Linked DNA regions of Mus musculus: all the other regions are linked to region 4. Evidence: chromatin contacts called from public Hi-C and promoter capture Hi-C data. All regions are on one chromosome and are shown on one strand. Each heading gives the region's core, a stretch centred on a gene start, on an enhancer-like site or on the middle of the called end of the contact. The rest is flanking DNA. Distances are from core to core; before and after follow the strand shown. Region 1 holds the start of Hif1a (hypoxia inducible factor 1, alpha subunit). Region 2 holds the start of Prkch (protein kinase C, eta). Region 3 holds the start of Eif2s1 (eukaryotic translation initiation factor 2, subunit 1 alpha). Region 4 holds the start of Zbtb25 (zinc finger and BTB domain containing 25).

Region 1 (2,735 bases), core at 3-2,502, 2.5 Mb before region 4:
GTTTTTGGATTTGAATGCAATTTAAATGTACCATAGATATCTACATTATTATACAACCCAAAGTTAGATTGTAACAATGTACTAACAAGGCAAAGAAGAGATACTAAACAGTCTAGTGTCAGGTCAGTTTCAGAGACCCCAGATTCAGACTCAGTTGTGTCTATAACACGTGTGTGTGTGTGTGTGTGTGTGTGTGTGTGTGTGTGTACACACACGGGCACGAAGTGTTCCTTTGTTGGGCTTGGAATACTTTTAAAACAAACACACACCATACCCACAGACCTAACATTTATGCTTCCAAAGACCGACTAAAAATGATGGCTTTAATCCATAGCTCCCAGCATAGCCGGTGAGCAGTCCTGTCAAGGTCTGTAGGTTGAAGGACTTGTTCTTCTTTCAGTCTAAACAGTGAACTAAACTCAGTCTGAAACAATTCTTGCACCTTTTCTGCATCCATTTAAGATGATCTTTGTCAGTTTTTAAAGCAACATGAAAGCAAAATAAGTCTATTCAATGCCTTTTCCTGTCTTGTCAAATTCAGGCTTGTGCTCTCACTTATTGAAGCTGTTGTTTATTTGTAAATGCTTAAGATAGTTTATTTTTAAATGGCCCTGCAACTTCCCTCCCCTTGAGAGGTTTGGCAAGACGGATTTGTTTTATATTTTTATCTGCATTTGCTCAGTAGTCAAACTTTGGCCCAGAAAATCTTAATCACTTGGAGACTTCCCTTGTTGTGTAGCAAAGAGCGGAGACTGGAGACTGAGTGGTGTCGGTCACCTGGGAAGGAGGGACCCCACTCTAACATCAGGGGGGCTGGCTGCCAGAACGCAAAGTTGGCTTTTTTTTTTTCAACTGGAAACTCGGGCGGGATGGGCGGCGACCGGGTCCAGCCACGCAGCTAAGGAGTAAGCGAGCCTCAGAGAACTCTATAGAGAGCCGGGGCGGTGCGAGCCAGGCTCGGACCCAAGCTTGGCAGCCCACTCGCTCCAGCAGCGCCTCCCAAAGCCAGACGCAGCTTTCCATTGAAGGTGCAGAGACCCCCCCACCCCCAGACCTGGGCTCAGCCGCACCCGTCGCTCGCCCCTTTTTCTTCCCTCCCTAGCTGCACACAGACAAGCACGTGAGCGGGGCAGCTCGTCCCAGCTGGGGCTCAGCTGACCTCCTCCTGATTGGCTGAGAGCAACGTGGGCTGGGGTGGGGCCTGGCCGCCTGCGTCCTTCACCATTGGCTCTCCGGGAACCCGCCTCCGCTCAGGTGAGGCGGGCCCGCGGGCGCGCGCGTTGGGTGCTGAGCGGGCGCGCGCACCCCTCGGCTTTTCCCTCCCCTCGCCGCGCGCCCGAGCGCGCCTCCGCCCTTGCCCGCCCCCTGCCGCTGCTTCAGCGCCTCAGTGCACAGAGCCTCCTCGGCTGAGGGGACGCGAGGACTGTCCTCGCCGCCGTCGCGGGCAGTGTCTAGCCAGGCCTTGACAAGCTAGCCGGAGGAGCGCCTAGGAACCCGAGCCGGAGCTCAGCGAGCGCAGCCTGCAGCTCCCGCCTCGCCGTCCCGGGGGGCGTCCCGCCTCCCACCCCGCCTCTGGACTTGTCTCTTTCTCCGCGCGCGCGGACAGAGCCGGCGTTTAGGCCCGAGCGAGCCCGGGGGCCGCCGGCCGGGAAGACAACGCGGGCACCGATTCGCCATGGAGGGCGCCGGCGGCGAGAACGAGAAGAAAAAGTAAGCCGGGCCGCCGCGTTCCGTGGACTGGCTTTTTTTTTTTTTTTTTTTTTGTCTCCGCTCCCCTTCCGTCCCCCCCAGCCTCACGCGCCGGGCTCCCCCGCGGTCCACGTCGCCATCTTGGCGCTGGGGGTGGGAGTCGCGGGCCCTGCGCTCGGCGGGGCTGGGGTCTCCGCCCCGGACACCCGCCCCGCGCCGTCGCAGCCCAGCCTGCCCCGCGCGCCCATCCGGCCGAGCCGGCCAGGGCCGAGTACGCCTCTAGCTCCCGCGCCTTCCCTCCCCGTCCTCCGCGTTAGCCGCGAGCAGCGGGCCCCGGGCGGACCCTGTGCGCGCTGCCAGCTTCCTGGGGTCGAGGCCCTCCGAGGCCGACCCGGGGCTCCCCCGAGCCGCCTCGCTGCGCCGCGGCCGCCGTTGCCTTTGTAGGTTAGGGAGTTTCTTCTGGGGGCCCGAAGACGCTAACTTTCTAGTTTGCACGTGCGGGTTTGGTTGTAATCTGGAAAAACTTGCCTCCATCAGAGTAACGGGAATTTAGGAAAATGGCATCATTGTAAACAACTTCCAATTTCTACAAACTTGTGTTTGCATCACCTGTCAGGAGAGCCCAGACGTTATGTATCAATATGTGGCTGCCTCGTTCACTCCTGAAAATAACTTACGGATAGTTTTGGTTAAATTTAGGCCGGTAATTTCATGGAGTGGGGGCTATATATGATGAAAGCCGTCGGTTAAAATACTGAAAATTTATTGGAACACCTGAAAAGAATTGTTTCCAAAAACCATACATCTGAAGTGTGAAATCTTCCATGAGAATTCAGTGTAAGTTTATGAAACATCTTGTGGTTTGAGTCTAAGGAGAACATTTTAGAATTGAGTACAGCTAGTGGTGGTAAGATCGACCCCTGCCGCCAGCACACAATTTTGTCTACTTCGATATTTTAACCTTGAGAAAATCAGTTTAAGGAGTTGAAGGTTTGTAGTAAGAGCTGTGGTTACAAGGCTGGCTTAATTTGCTGTTAAGTCCTTCT
Region 2 (2,700 bases), core at 11-2,510, 2.8 Mb before region 4:
TCCATCTCATCCTATAGTGTGAAGCTGTTACTGGTGAGGTCTCAACTCCCTAATGAGAAACTGCCCAGAACCTTCTCAGCAAGCCAAACCATGTGCTAGAAAGGGGACAGACGACCAACCAGCCTGTTCAGTAAGAACGAGTATGGTGAGCGTCCTTAAGCGTCTTAAGAATGGCCTGGACTTTATAGGAGACATATTGGTTGCGGCTGGCCCTCAGGGAGCAAGCTTTATGGTAGAATGGATTAGACCAAAAGGTGTTCCTAGGAGACAAAACCTGTAGAAGTCACGAGATGGGTAAACTTAGGGTCTGCCCACTCTGACAATAACAACCTAGAGTGTTTGTTCCTAGAAGAGGCAGCTGAAAGCCACTGTGTGTCAGGGTGGCGCATGTGAACACTTTGCTGCCCTTATAATGCAGGACTAGGTGGACCAGCAAACCGCCTCTTGCGGAGGAAGGGACTTATTACATCTTGGCCTTGTCAGTCTCCAGCAGAACCAATCTTTCCTGCTCTTTGTGCAGTGACACACCTCTCCCAGGAAGGAGTACAGGATTTCCATCATTACCATTGCCCTATTAAAAAAATACGCAAACAAAACAACTAATTACTCTCTGCCGAAAAGGCACATAAACAGGATGAGTCTAAGCTGAACCTGGGATGACCCATTCCGGTAAAGATTAGGAAAGGGACCTCCCCTTCCCCACAGAACACCCGCCTCTGGCTAGGGCTCTGTCACCCTCCGGCAGGGTCTCCAGGCCACTACTTAGGGTGGGAGGTAGGAACTCCCTGCTGCTGATTTTCCGCATCCACCCGTCCTGCCAATTCTCTCCCCGGCTGTCTCCCACGCCTCAGGTGTTTGCTGGCGGTGGGCCTGGAATCCTTTCTTTTTGTCCAGCCCCTTAGGGCAGCCTCCAGCCCGAAACGCACCGCCAACCCGGCCACCGGGAGCAGGGATCCGCGAGCACTCAGGGCGGGAACCGCCCCTGGGGTGAGTGGGGAGTGCGGGCCCCCTTCACCGCGTAACCCCGGCACCCACCCCTCAAGGCGGTGCTGCCCGCGGTGCGCCACGCCCCCGGGGTCCGGAAGGCGTGGCAGCCCGCACCGGGCTTCTGAGAACTTGGAGCCCGGCGGCGCGCGGCTCTGGCCGGGATGCGGCTGCGGTTGCTGCTGCTGCTGCTGCTTCCTGGTTCTCAGCTCACCGAGTGGGGGAGAGCGTGAGCCCGCGGAGGCGGGGGCAGGAGGAACGGGCGGAGGCGGGGGCAGAGACGCCAAAGCTGGAGCTAGCCGGACGGGTCGCTCCTGCTCTCCGGGGAGACTATCTGGCCGGCCCCGGAGAAGGGGCGAGCCCCGCGCGCTCCAGAAGGACGATCGGGAGCCCAGCAGCCCGCCGAGGGCTCGGAGCCCGGCTCCCCTCCTTTCCACCTCAGGAGAAAGGGCGGGAGGGAAGGAGGGGAGGGGAAGATCCCTCCGAGGAGGCGGAATGGCCGGTCGCAGGGGGCTCGGGCGCTGCTTCTTCCCAGAGCTGCCTCCACGCCCGTGGCAGCGGAGAGGACTGCCCTGAGCCCGGGCTCCGGGTTCCCCAGTGCCAGCCAGCGCGGCCCCCTCGGGGCTCCGGCAGCAGCGCCGGCATGTCGTCCGGCACGATGAAGTTCAATGGCTATCTGAGGGTCCGCATCGGAGAGGCTGTAGGGCTGCAGCCCACCCGCTGGTCCCTGCGGCACTCGCTCTTCAAAAAGGGCCACCAGCTGCTGGACCCCTACCTGACGGTGAGCGTAGACCAGGTACGCGTGGGCCAGACCAGCACAAAGCAGAAGACCAACAAACCCACCTACAACGAGGAGTTCTGCGCCAATGTCACCGACGGCGGCCACCTGGAGCTAGCCGTCTTCCACGAGACGCCCCTGGGTTATGACCACTTTGTGGCCAACTGCACGCTGCAGTTCCAGGAGCTGTTGCGCACGGCTGGTACCTCGGACACCTTCGAGGGCTGGGTAAGTAGCGATCGCCTCACTCCTCCATGTCTGCTGGACCTTCCCTCCTTTTAATTTTCGAAACTCGTCAGAGTCCCGCTCCCTCATCGCCCTGCAGGGGAAGGAATTCCCTCTAGACTTCGGTCCTTTCCCAGGTGGCCTGCACTGTTGACGCGACAGCCGTGGGTGTATGCGGGCGCAGGTGGGACTCTGGGAATCCGTCCTCTTTGTGGACCTGGACTTTGCACTTAGGGGAAGCCCAATAGTGATACAGAGTTCCATCCCCCTCCTCCCGGGGTAGGGGGTTTGGGAATCACAACTCTCATATAAAGAAAAGCAGAGAAAGGGCGATATGAAAGGGATATGGTTTGAATCAAGTGCTTCAAACACTTCTTAGGAGAAAGCCATACATTCTCGCGAGTATTATTCATAGTGTTTATGGATGCATGTTGGTTCAGCCACACAGACGTGCACACGTGTTTCAGCATGCACATCCATTACATCCCAGAGGTACAAAAGCTACACTGGCAGGGATCAGAGTGAGTGCATGGCTTTGCACCCTGGCAGAGTTTTGTTTAGCTTTTCCCTTGGGGATTGGGGGCGAGGGTGGAGGCGGGAGTGGTGGGGTGAGAGGTTTAAAACTTCTCTGTTTGCTCTTAAGTTCAGTCAGCCTGGGTGTATGGGTGCTTCCAAACTATTCCTCTGAGAAGAGGTGGCCAAGACACCTTAGG
Region 3 (3,043 bases), core at 5-2,504, 2.5 Mb after region 4:
ACTTGCTAGACGTAAAGAGTGCAGTCATCACAGGGCTATAGGAATACCTCAGAAATGCAGGGATATCTTCCCACAGCAAATAACACTTGACGGGATCCAAGACTGAAACCTACAGCTGCGAGAGGGTGACACATTCAATGTCACTTTGGCTGAGGGGCCTTCTAGCTGCTTCCCTGTCACATAACTTCCCGTCTGGGAGCTTTGGTCAGACCTCAGCGTCTACATCTCAATCCTCAGCAATGATGAGCCCTGGGAGGTAGAGATGGCGCCGACGGCTCAGTTATGTAAACTCCGTGTGTGGCTCAAAGGGTGTGCGGAATGAGTGAGTAAAGGCATCGACCTCCAAAAGCTGCCAGCAGGTGAACCCCCTTTTCCTGTGGACTGGAACCACTTTCTCCGGCCTCTTCTCTCAGAAACAGCAGGGGAGGGGAGCGTTGGAAAGAAACCTCGCTCGGAACTCAGAGGAAACGAAGACCCTGGGGAAAGCTCAAGGAGCGACCCAGAAACCAAGGAACCTTGCTGGTGGCCAAGGGTACGCAGGAATGCGCGCCGGGAAGATGTGCCTGAACACGGTTGTCGCTTGTCCTAGTCTTTAACTTACATTCGCGAAGGGAAGATTTCAATCCGGTCTTTGCCCGACATCCTGACGGTGACTCGGCTCGGGCCCCCCGGCGAGACAATCGGGACCGCAACACCTCCAGAACCGGTTACCCCAGTGCCCGCCTCCACGGGAGTCAGCTGACCGGGTCACTTGACAACTGCGTTGCTAAGAGGCAACCAGGAAACCGGTTCCCACTTCCGGTTCCTGTTGGGCGAGGACTGAGGGAGGGGGAGGAGACGGAATGCCCGGATGTGGAAGCGCGCACAGTCCGGAATTCCGGGTCTCTCCACCGCCCCTCCCTCCGGCGAGTCGCCGGCACCCAGCACGCTCTGAGGGATGGGTCAGGAGAGGATCACGCTCCTCCTCTTCCTCGGCTTTCCGCCATTCGTCACAGCGCCCTCTCTTGGTTGACTAAAACTTAAAGCGATCATCCTGGAGCAAGAAACAGAAACTTACCTCTCCTTTAAACCTAGCAAGTTCCCTCCGCAAAAAAATCTATAAATACCAGGGGCAGTGACTCTTCAGCTCGTCCCTTGGTTCACACCGCCCATATTAGGAGGACCAAGACTCTATGGTTAGTGGCAACGAAGGATCCTTTTCTGTCGGCGCCTGCGCAGTGAGAGGTGGCTCCGCATGCGCGCTGGGTTGGGCGAAGCGCACGCTGAGGAGCTTCGGCGTCCGGGGTTGGTGTTCCGAGTCTCCTCGTTGCCACTAAGCAGCACGGCGTGGGACCCTACTTCGGGATTCACACATCCACTTCAGGTGACCGGCCCCGCAGCTTGCTCTCCCCGAGGATTCGCCTTGGTTTTGTCCAGTGCGGCTAGGCCCCGGGCTACCCCCCCTTTCCCGTTCTTGCGCGGGAAGTGTCTGGACCCCGTCGCCACCGCCCGCTGGTGATTTCCTGCGCCCTCTCGCCAGCCGGTGTCTGCTCCTGCGAGCCAGAAACGTGGCTGGACGGGCGGAGGAACCCCTGAAGGAACGTGGGCCAAGTAGATTTTTACAGCCTCCTTAAAGATGTCTTGTGGTGGGGAGGCCTCTGGAGAACCCTCGACTCCAGTCCCACTCCTAGTTCAAGACGATTGCTTTTACCGGACCGGAGAATTTGGGCTTTTTTTTTTTTTCTTTCTTTTATCCTTCTTTTCAGCCCCAAGATACTGCCAAAACTTTTCTCTCTGTGGAGACTGAACTTTTCGCCAAAGAAACAATAGGATAAACCACCATATTTAAGTTAAAAAAAAGTCCAAAATGGAACTATTAGTGTTGAGGTCGTTAAGTTTTCGCTCTAGCTGTGCATTTCTGTATGAGTGAATTCCTGGAATTTAAAATCAGCTGTTGAAGTTATTTGCCCTGTTTGGGTAACTGCGAAAATAAAACTGGAGTTTTGTAATTATGGACGCTGAAAGCGTAAAACTTTAGAGTTAAGTGTGTACTCGCATTGGGGCTCTTAAACACCCCCTTATATTTAGGATGCTTTAATTTCCACTAAGGAACAAACATTGTTTCTTGAAGAAAGGGTACATCAGAAAAGTCTTGATTTTTCTCCTCCTCAAGTTGTTGTTAAAGAGGTGGAGACCCTCGACAGTTCATCAAAAATGTCAGTTATGAAATTGTAGTGCTTTTTCTGTGCCTATGATGCCAGATGGTGGGCCCTGATTCTCAAAAGACTTAGTTGTACTAGTAAACTTTAGAGCTGAACAGCGTTTTCCCAGCGTGGTACATTTTATTTTGGAATGTTCATTGCCCATATCTGCTATGGTGACATGACAATGTACCGACTCTAGAAGTTAACAGGGGCAAAATACTAATAATGCAAGGTATTTGAAACTAGCTTTGAAGTGTGTTTTTGTTTGTTTACATCAGAACACATACAGTCTGTATGGCATTAACTACAGAAGTGGGATCCCTTGTGAGAGGTGTGAGGTACACATATCTTTAATCCCAGCACTGAAAATGCTTGAGGCCAGCCAGAGCTGCACAGTGAAACCCTGTCTCTAAAGGGGGGGTGGGAGAGCCCTTAACATTGTCATACTGTGTGTGATACAGGGAAACTTTGTGGATATCAGATTTTGTGTTAAAGACTTGAGTTTAGTTCTTGTTTTTAGTGTATATTATGTATCTGTCTTTGAAGTCACTTATATTTCTGTTCCTTGGTTTCCTGTTAATACTTTTTTGGGCCTTTTCAGAACACCTTGTAATCCTAATTTGTTTTCCCACTAGTACTTAATTCCCTAGGGAGGGATTTTTGTGTCAGAATTGCTTAATACTAAGTAATGACTACCCCCAAAATTGTTTTAACAGATTAAATTGCAAAATGAAAAAAGTCAGAATGCTTTGAAAATTATCAAAAAGGACTGAATAAATTCTTGATTTCTGTTTTATTGACAGAAAAAAAAAAACATGGGCTCTTTTTTAAATAATTGTTTTTATGAATTGATTTAGTCA
Region 4 (3,020 bases), core at 127-2,626:
AGTGTGTGGTGGGGTAGGTGGGGGTCTTCTTGCTGACCACCCAGGATGTCTCATTGCTCCCTAACTGAATCCCAGCCATCTTGACTATTTCACACCTACTCATCCCACCCCCAAGTCAGGCAGTGGCTATGTACCTATATCTAGGTTGCTTCAAGAATGATGCCTAAACCTAAGGCCGAGACACGTGGCCAGACCAGGGGGCATACACTCTTAGTTCCTGCGAGTGAGAGCCCGACCTAAGATCCATTGCTACTTCTACACTAGCCTGGGCTATCAACTTGAGAAGTCCTGTAAACCTGATGTAATTTTAATCACTTCTGGAGTATACACTGTCCAAAGCAGGATAAACTGGCACTGCAGTCCTGAGGCTAATTATGAAAGGTGCAGAAACTTTGATCGGGCAACACTCTGCTTCTTAGGCCGGGTGTTAGCTGTGAAATGAGGGATGGACTCGATATTTAAGGTCCTTTTCAGCTGAAAAACTCTGATTCTAAGATGTACTTCAATTCTGTCAATCGACAGCTCTGCAGCTTTTGAAGGACTTGCTGGAGTCCCTCGAGGAAGAAGGCCAACTTTAATCCCTTAGAGGGAGATGGGAGTTAATTTATAAAACACACAACACTAGCTGCTATCAGGTTCCAGGTACAGCGCAGTGCGTTACCTAAGCAACTGATAACGGCTTGATTCCTCCAAATGAGTGCTAGGGAGACGATGATATAAGATGGGGGCCAGAATTCAAAATGAAAAACCACTGGGCTAAGAGAAAAATTAATTATTAGGGTAGGGGGCTACTTGCCCTAGATGCTAGGTACTCACAAACTGGATGGGGGAGGGGAGAGTGAGGGCTGCGCAGCCCGATCTGGACACCCGCCCACTTGCTAGAGCCTGGAGGCCTGACGCGGCCGCCCAGGACCCGGCTGACACAGACGGATTGAGGCTTCTGCGCCCGCTCGGAGCCCGGCCCGCAGCGGGAATGGGCTCTAAGGCTGTGCGGCAATCGCGCGCGCCATCCCGCCCGCGTTAGGCCCCGGCGGCCCACGGCCAGGGGCGGCTCCGCGCGCCCAGCACTCGCTCGCCGTTGCTAATGTCCTCCTTGGGCCCTGACTGACATCTCCAACGGACCAAAAACAGCACCCCTCTCCCCGGCTACTTGCATCTGTCCCGCGACGGGTGCAGCTGCAGCCGCCGCCCGGGCGGCTCGCGGCGGGAGGGACTGAGCCCGGAGCAGCCCACAGGGGCAGGGCCGCGTTGCTTACCCAGACTCCGCCGCGGCGGCGGACTGGCGGGCGGGCTTCTCTGTGCGGGAGGGGCGGGCTCCCGCGCGGCGCACACCACGCGGCTGCGCCCGCTCACGCACCCGGCGGGCTGCTCTCGCGCGGCTTCCCGCGCCCGGCCCACGTGACCGGACTGCCGGGAAGCGAGCGGCACCCCGGCTAGTGTGCGTGCCTGCCTGCGTGCGTGCGTGCGTGCGCGCGCGCCTGCCTGCCCGCCCGAGTGGCCAAGGCGGGGGTCGGCCCCGCGCTCCGGGCGCGCCTCTGCCACGGTCCCCAGTCGTGACTGGAGGCGGAAGTGTGGGGACAAGTTCGAGCGTCACTGGCTCCCCACACGTCTTGGCGTGACCTGGGAACTTTCCCCGGCGTGTGCAAAAAAAAAAAAAAAAAAAAAACCCAAAAAACAAAAAAAAACCACGGGTGCCCCCTCGGCCCTGGGTGGGGACGGGCAAGGATGCACCGGCGTCTGGCGCGGGAGGGGGACGAGGGCGCGGGGCAGGCAGCCACATGCGGCGGGAGCCAGGGAGGGAGGCGGGCCGGGCGGGGCATGGCGGGGGAAGTGACTCAGGCCCGAGGCTGGCGGGCCCACGCGAAGAGGAGTCGGGGGGCACGGAGGACCCCGAGCGGACAGGCTTTAGGCTGGACGGGACGAGAGTGTCACCCCCCCCTCCAGGCGTCCAGGGTGGAGCGCGGGGGCGGGTCCAACTGCGGGGCCCTGCGGGACAGGGGTCTGACATCTGGGTAGAGGGCGATCGGCATCCAGCCCTGGGGGAGTCGGGAGGATCCCAGTGGCGTCCAGCTGTGCAAACAGGAGGAGGGCCAAGCCGACTCCGGGGAGAGGGGCGACAGTGCTGCTCCAGCCGCCGCCGCCCGGGCGCCCGCGCTGCGGGCAGTGCCAGCCTCCCCGGCCCGACGCAGAAACTTGTTGCAACCAACAGGCGACCGCGGGTGCCCCTAGCCGCCAGCGGCGGAGTGGGTGGGCGGGCGAGAGGGAGGGGAAGGCTGGCGGACGCCGCCGCGAACTGGTGGGCAGACCCGGAGTCGCCGCGTAAGCGGGGCCGGCTCAGTGCGGTGCGGCAGGCGCGGCTGTGCGGCAGCGGAAGTCCTTTGTTGCAGCGCAGTCCCTGGCAGAGCCCGGAGTGTCTCGGCGCAGCCCAGCCGAGCGCCGCGCGCCGTCAACTGCAGCCCGCAGCCCCTCGCCTCCGCCCGCCTTCCCAGCGGCTCCGCTGCCCTCAACTCCATAAAACCTCCGCAGCCGCGCGTCCCACCGCGCCCGGTGAGTAGCTGCCAGTCGTCGGGGCCATTTGCGCAACTTTGGCCGAAGCTGGGCCACGGGCCTGGCGGAGTGCGTGGCCGAGGCGGCGCCGACCGGTGCGGGGAGCCGGAGCGTGGAAAGCGCGCGGCGAGGAGCCGGTGGCGGGGGTCTGCCGAGCGGCTTCGCTCGGGGCCGGCCGTCAGTCCGGTGCGCGCGGCCTCTCCGGGTTCCGGACGAATCCCCTCTCCAGACGACTTCCCAAATTACTTCTTTTCCCTTTATTTTATTTTGTGCTGGGGGGGTGGGGGGAGGGGAGGTGGAGGCGGGAGGCCGCGCTTGATTGACGGGCCCAGAGCGCGCTTCGCTAACTTCCAGCTGCGGCTGGGCGGCCGGTGGGAGGGGAGCGTCCCGGAGCCGGAGGCCGCAGACTTGGGCGCGCTCCGAGGGAGGAGGCGGCTGGGCCGCGCGGATTCCTGCTTCGCTCTTTCCCACCC

Evidence for each region. Hi-C and Micro-C count contacts between places; a contact is called where the count stands out from the background. Capture Hi-C pulls out chosen DNA fragments and counts their contacts.
Region 1: a contact with region 4 is called in a Hi-C map of Th1 cells, with 9 times the contacts expected there. The contact joins the promoter of Hif1a here to the promoter of Zbtb25 in region 4. A contact is called at or near these places in 3 of 39 promoter capture datasets (the C10 cell line, embryonic stem cells and pre-B cells), 1 of 484 Hi-C or Micro-C datasets (Th1 cells) and 1 of 115 datasets of contacts at active chromatin or transcription factors (large pre-B cells).
Region 2: a contact with region 4 is called in a Hi-C map of regulatory T cells, with 8 times the contacts expected there. The contact joins the promoter of Prkch here to the promoter of Zbtb25 in region 4. A contact is called at or near these places in 2 of 484 Hi-C or Micro-C datasets (CD8 T cells and regulatory T cells) and 1 of 115 datasets of contacts at active chromatin or transcription factors (thymic regulatory T cells).
Region 3: a contact with region 4 is called in a promoter capture Hi-C map of adipose tissue, with 3 times the contacts expected there. The contact joins the promoter of Eif2s1 here to the promoter of Zbtb25 in region 4. A contact is called at or near these places in 1 of 484 Hi-C or Micro-C datasets (CD8 T cells), 1 of 115 datasets of contacts at active chromatin or transcription factors (astrocytes) and 2 of 9 other capture datasets (adipose tissue and liver).

Annotation. Positions count from the first base shown.
Region 1 is chr12:73,906,615-73,909,349 of GRCm38.p6, forward strand. Hif1a (hypoxia inducible factor 1, alpha subunit) reads left to right here and starts at 1,253. Exons shown (of 15, transcript NM_010431.2): 1 at 1,253-1,710. The coding sequence starts at 1,676.
Region 2 is chr12:73,583,536-73,586,235 of GRCm38.p6, forward strand. Prkch (protein kinase C, eta) reads left to right here and starts at 1,261. Exons shown (of 14, transcript NM_008856.4): 1 at 1,261-1,990. The coding sequence starts at 1,628. It overlaps LOC115488016 (collagen alpha-1(I) chain-like), which reads left to right and starts at 143. Exons shown (of 3, transcript XM_030247047.1): 1 at 143-232; 2 at 676-774; 3 at 895-1,600. The coding sequence starts at 143. The coding sequence ends at 1,560.
Region 3 is chr12:78,860,818-78,863,860 of GRCm38.p6, forward strand. Eif2s1 (eukaryotic translation initiation factor 2, subunit 1 alpha) reads left to right here and starts at 1,255. Exons shown (of 8, transcript NM_026114.3): 1 at 1,255-1,363. Atp6v1d (ATPase, H+ transporting, lysosomal V1 subunit D) reads right to left here and starts at 821. Exons shown (of 9, transcript NM_023721.2): 1 at 602-821. The coding sequence starts at 642.
Region 4 is chr12:76,368,184-76,371,203 of GRCm38.p6, forward strand. Zbtb25 (zinc finger and BTB domain containing 25) reads right to left here and starts at 1,377. Exons shown (of 3, transcript NM_028356.2): 1 at 1,257-1,377. Zbtb1 (zinc finger and BTB domain containing 1) reads left to right here and starts at 2,337. Exons shown (of 2, transcript NM_178744.3): 1 at 2,337-2,547.